2 separate regions of the Mus musculus genome follow, and region 1 is linked to region 2. A link is a contact called in public targeted proximity ligation data. All regions are on one chromosome and are shown on one strand. The core of a region is the stretch at or near the end of the contact, and the rest is flanking DNA. Distances in the headings are between cores, read along the strand shown.

What was found.
Region 1: a targeted proximity ligation map of pancreatic cancer cells shows a contact between it and region 2. A contact is called at or near these places in 1 of 39 promoter capture datasets (liver), 1 of 484 Hi-C or Micro-C datasets (embryonic stem cells), 2 of 130 datasets of targeted methods (embryonic stem cells and pancreatic cancer cells) and 1 of 9 other capture datasets (liver).

Annotation. Positions count from the first base shown.
Region 1 is chr19:6,986,390-6,989,089 of GRCm38.p6, reverse strand. Vegfb (vascular endothelial growth factor B) reads left to right here and starts at 1,439. Exons shown (of 7, transcript NM_001185164.1): 1 at 1,439-1,738; 2 at 2,274-2,316; 3 at 2,604-2,700. The coding sequence starts at 1,679. It overlaps Dnajc4 (DnaJ heat shock protein family (Hsp40) member C4), which reads left to right. Exons shown (of 7, transcript NM_001357001.1): 6 at 815-901; 7 at 982-1,179. The coding sequence ends at 1,093.
Region 2 is chr19:5,423,689-5,426,605 of GRCm38.p6, reverse strand. It overlaps Drap1 (Dr1 associated protein 1 (negative cofactor 2 alpha)), which reads left to right and starts at 1,627. Exons shown (of 7, transcript NM_024176.2): 1 at 1,627-1,933; 2 at 2,173-2,245; 3 at 2,331-2,424; 4 at 2,715-2,834. The coding sequence starts at 1,892. AI837181 (expressed sequence AI837181) reads right to left here and starts at 1,462. Exons shown (of 2, transcript NM_134149.2): 1 at 1,298-1,462; 2 at 1-655. The coding sequence starts at 1,437.

The DNA of each region.
Region 1 (2,700 bases), core at 190-2,689, 1.6 Mb before region 2:
TTTGTTTTGATTTGTTTTGTTTTGTTTCTCTGAGACAGGGTTTCTTTGTGTAGAACTGGCTGACCTGGAACTCCCTGTGTAGACCAGGCTGGCCTCGAAGTCAGTGCACCATCACCACCAAGCAATTTTTTTTTTTTTTTTTTTTGCAAATTTTTTAAGTTCAGGGTCATCTTTGGTTACATATGGAGTTTGAGGCTAGCCTAGGCTACATTAAACTGTGTCTCAATATAGAAAGAAAGAGGGCCAGGCAGTGGTGGTGCACGCCTTTAATCCCAGCACTTGGGGGGCAAAGGCAGGTGGATTTCTGAGTTCGAGGCCAGCCTGGTCTACAAAGTGAGTTCCAGGACAGCCAAGGCTATACAGAGAAAACCTGTCTCAAAAAACCATAAAAAAAAATAAAAGAAAAGAAAGAAAGAGCGAGGAAGGACAAGTGCCGTATAACAGTGACAGTCCATGGTAGCTGCCAGGACCTCACCATACACTCGAATGCATGCTGTCATACCAGTTTTCTGTGGCATAGAAACCCAAAGGATGGAGCCCATTGTCCGTAGTATCTAGCAATGGAGATTACCTAAATATGCCCCCTTTCTAGTCTTCTGGGAGAGGCAACCTGATTTCAGAGCTGTTTCACCAACCTTCTTCACAGGACAGCCAGTGACTTAGGGTGCCACCTAGTTCTGGGACTTGGGCCACTTGGTGTCTGTTATAGAGAGAGATGTAAAGTTGTGTGAGAGATGCTAGAACCTGGTCAAGGACCAGGGTTTGAGGGACACCAGAGTTCGGAGACTCGGAGTTAACTGCAATTCCTTCACAGGAAGCTGGAGCAGGTGCATCGCAGCTTCATGGATGAAAAGGACCGGATCATTACAGCCATCTACAATGACACTCGGGCCAGGGCCAGGTCTGTCACTGCTCTGACTTTGCTTCCTGCTTCAGCACCACCCTCCAGGATGTCTGTCCTGATCCTGTTTTTCTTTCCAGGGCCAACAGAGCCAGGATTCAGCAGGAGCGCCAGCAGAGGCAGCAGCCTCGGGCAGAACCCTCCCTGCCTCCAGAAAGCTCCAGGATCATGCCCCAGGACACAAGCCCCTGAGAGGCTTAACTAAATGGGACCTTCATTGGTCCTCTCCCTGCTGCCTGTCCAGAACTACACGTGCAATAAACTCATTTTCAGACGCCTGTCCGATTCGGTCCTTCAGGTCACGCATCTCCTCACCCCTCCCCTCGTGAGGCAGCGACCCCCGGAGCTCGGCCTCCAGGGCGGTGTGTCCCCTTTCCCCTGCAGCGGCGGGAGGGGGCGTTTGGAGGGGACCGGCTCCGCCCCCGCCCCGCCTCCGCCCGCGGCCCGGTGGGGAGCGCGTGTTTAGGTCACATGAGCCTCTTGCCCGCCAGCCCCGGCCAGGCCCCCTGCCACCCCCCGCCGTCCCCGTTGCCCGCCGTCCCGGCCACCACCGCCGCCACTACAGGCCGCCTGCCTGTCTTGTTCCTCAGGCCGTCGCTGCGGCGCTGCGTTGCGCTGCCTGCGCCCAGGGCTCGGGAGGGGGCCGCGGAGGAGCCGCCCCCTGCGCCCCGCCCCGGGTCCCCGGGCCCGCGCCATGGGGCTCTGGCTGCCGCCGCCCCCCACGCCGCCGGGCTAGGGCCATGCGGGCGCTCCCGGCGCTCGCCCCCCGCGGGCACCATGAGCCCCCTGCTCCGTCGCCTGCTGCTTGTTGCACTGCTGCAGCTGGCTCGCACCCAGGTACGTGCGTCCGCGACATCCCGCTCGCTAGCTCGCCCGCCCGCCCGCGGTGCCCTCTCAAGGTTGGCGGAAGTGGGGAGGCGCCTGCTACCTCTGTCGAGGGGATCCTCAGTTCAAACCGGGAATATCCCTTAAGAGGTGCCCCTTGGCGAAGGCCCGCTAGTCCTAGCCCATGCCCCTGGGGCCACTCCCCCACCTCACCCCATCCCCTGGGCGGTTGTAGGGCGGAGCTGCCTCCGTGCCCTCCGAACCTCGTTTGTCTCCCACTATCCTGGCTCCTGACCTAAAACAAGCCCAGCGCTAAGGCTTGGGCTTTAGTACCATTCCCAGAGTATGCCTGGTGGGTCTTGGGCCAGGGAAAGTACCAGATGTCTGAGTATACAAGAAAAATTAGAACCAAGGTCTTGGGAACAGAATAAATCTGGAAAGGTGTCAGAAAGGCGCAGAAGCCTGACTCAAGGACGGAGCCCTTACATAGCCACAGGGCCAGCCCTTTTAGAGTGCATCTTGGGCCCAGGTATCTTCTTTCCCACAGGCCCCTGTGTCCCAGTTTGATGGCCCCAGCCACCAGAAGAAAGGTAATAATAGTTAACAATAACTTGCCACCAGCCAGTACTAAGAGGGGTTAGCACTTGCTCTGATTTCATATCCCTTATCTTGCGTGATCCCAACTCCTTTGGGCGATACCATTCCATAGAGGAAGAAACTGAGGCAGAGGGCTTAATCATTTCTTGAGAAACAAGGCAGAGAAAGACAGGTTTAAAAGATGGTTGGGGTGGTGGTGATAGGGTATCAGAGAGGCTACATGCTCAGAGGAGCTTCAGGAGACCTGATAAGAACTTAATCCATCTGGGTCTGCCCACAGTGGTGCCATGGATAGACGTTTATGCACGTGCCACATGCCAGCCCAGGGAGGTGGTGGTGCCTCTGAGCATGGAACTCATGGGCAATGTGGTCAAACA
Region 2 (2,917 bases), core at 378-2,877:
GCGGTTGGCTCGGTAGATGCCCAGGTAGGTGTAGACATCAGGTTTGTAAGTGAGCAAGCACTTAATGCCTGCAGCACGAATGGCAGAATCTGCTTCCAGCACACCCAAGCGGTCCGTGAAGTCGTCCGTGTAAACACAGATGACCTGGCGCCCACCCTCTTTGGCCCGTGGGCTCACCTTGGCCACCTGGAGACGGCCCTCAACTACAGCCCGGGCAATGCCAGCCCAGGCGTGGTCCAGCTTGAAGCCAGGTGACAGGTGAATCAGCCACTTGCCGGAGAGCACATGGTGGGTGATGGCCAGCTGGCGCAGGGTACCTGGTGTGATGGGTCGCCCACTGGTCTGCAGAGCCTCCCAGGCCGCCTGCAGCCCTTGTACATCCCCTGAGTTGGGGGTGTAACCCTGCCCATAGGCTGCAATCCAGCCCACAGGTTCAGAGTTGGGTGAACCTGGGTCCCCATAGCGAGTAACTTGAGATGGTGGGTACTTGGCCAACCAGGCATCCAGCTCTGTGGCAGGTGTGGTACGGGCATCAAATACCAGCCAGGGGTCCATATCGGCTGCCATGGCCTCTGCAGCCAGGTGCTCAGCAGTGAAGCCATCCTCCCGGCCACCTGGAGAGTCTTCCTCTTCCAGCTCCTCATTTGGTTCCATCCTGTTGTGAGGGAACTGAGTCAGAGGTTTGAGACAGTAAATAAAAAGTGCTGGGTCCTGGAGGGTGCCAGGCACTGCAGTAAACTGTGGCCCTGGGCAAGACATAATGTCTGTGCCTCAGTTGCTTCATCTTCACAATGGGTAACAACTGATCCTGTCTAGATTTGTCTCCAGAATAAGACGCCTGAGGTGGAGTAGCTATAGTTAGTACTACTTTCACTGCTTACAAACAAGGAAATTGAAACTCTTAAGAAAAGGGGCTTGCCCAAGGTCATGCCCGTAAAGAGCGCCAGAGCTTAAGTGTGAACTGGCACGGGGCTCGGCTACACCACCGGACTAGAGTCCTGCAAGGTAGCGCGGCGCTGCAATATAATGGACGTAGGCAAAACGCAGGGTCGCCAACCTCAGAGGATGGCTGTAGAGGGCCAGGCCTCCCCCGGTGAACGATTGGGGGCACCGTGAAACACCGAGGCTCTGAGCCCCAGAGAGGGCAGCGGCCCATCAGGGGGTCAATGGGTACCATCCAGACTCGAACCAGATAGGACCAGGCCTGCGCGAGGACCAGGCTCCAGCCCTACCACATCCGCCGCCATTAGTGCCCACAGCTTAAGGGTTGCCGTCCCTCTCGCCACCCCGCAGTCACCTCCGGCCTTCACTCCGTTCCGCGCCAACCCAACTTCGGGCCCGGCTCCGTTCCTGCCCGGGATCTGCTGCGCCGCCGCCGCCGCCGCCGCCACCCCCGCCGCGCCCCGCCCCTGCCACGGCCGCCGCCGCCGCCGCCATCTTAGGGTCCCGCCACCTCAACAACAACTTTATAGACAAACACAGTCACGGGGCGGGGCCAGAGGCGGAACCAGAAGGCTAGGGGCGGGGGCTCCAGGGGAAGGGGCGGGCAGCGTCCAGGGGCGGAGCCGGCGCGAGAATCCCGGGAGGTGCAGGTCTTCGGGAGGCGGAGCTAACGTTCGTACTTTAGCTTGGGGGGCGGGTGGGCGTGGCGGGCGAGCCCGGGGAAGGACGCGCACCGCCCCAGAGGATCCGAAGCCCAGCGCTCGAGTTTGGGGAGCTGCTTGTCTACGGGCGGCACTAGGACCCTGCGGGAAGTGGTGTAGGCGGAGTAAACGGCACCAGGACCCGGGGAGGGTGGGGGGGGGGACCGCGGCGGGCCGGCGGCGGACAGGCCCGGGGCCGGGAGGCTGCGGGCGGCGGCGCTGGGCCCGGCGCAACGAGAGGCCCCGAGATGCCAAGCAAGAAGAAGAAGTATAACGCGCGGTTTCCGCCGGTGAGCACGTGGCCCGGATGGGCCCCGGCAGGCAGGGCTCCCGGGAGGCTTGGGCCCAGGTCCTGCTGGTGGGGGGGGCGGGTGCCTTTAGGTGTTCACGGCCTGACGCCCCGCCCCTTCCATGCCCTCCTGACTTAGCGCCCCCCGCCCTCTTCTCCTTCTCCCGGGATACCCCCGGTTCCCTCTGTCCCCCGTGTTAGGGACGCAAGAGACGAGCTCTGTCCTCTTCCTTTCGGCAGGCGCGGATCAAAAAGATCATGCAGACGGACGAAGAGATTGGGAAGGTGGCGGCAGCTGTGCCTGTCATCATCTGTATCCTACTAGGGGCCGGTTGGGCTGAGGGGCGTGGGGCGGGACTGCGGCACTCCCCTTTTTGGATTCTCCTTGACGTCTTCAGCCCGGGCCCTTGAGCTCTTCCTGGAGTCCCTGTTGAAGAAGGCTTGCCAGGTGACCCAGTCTCGAAATGCCAAAACCATGACCACGTCCCACCTGTGAGTGGCCGCCGAGCTGGGAGGGGCTTTTGAGGAGGCAGAGTTCCGACAGGGGGAGTGGTGCAAGGCCCAGGGAGGCCAGCTTTGTGGATTTGGACTGATGCAGGAGAGATTAGGTGTTTCAGGTGCAGGGAATACAACCAGATCCGAGCCACCGGCCCTCCCAGGAGGCCTGGTGGAAGTAGGGGTGTTTTTAACGTTCCACTGTACTGACACGAAGAAGTTGTTTGTATCCTTCCCTAAGTGTTTTGGGGGCCCCATTTGAACCCCTTCCTTTCCCACTTCTTTAGGAAGCAGTGCATTGAACTCGAGCAGCAGTTTGACTTCTTGAAAGACTTGGTGGCATCAGTGCCTGACATGCAGGGGGATGGGGAGGACAACCACGTGGATGGGGACAAGGGTCCTCGAAGGTGGGTAGCCAAGACCCGGTATACAGGTGGGGAAGGCCAAGGCCACAAGGTTGGGGGTGGCTGGGGGATGAACCAGGAGGAGA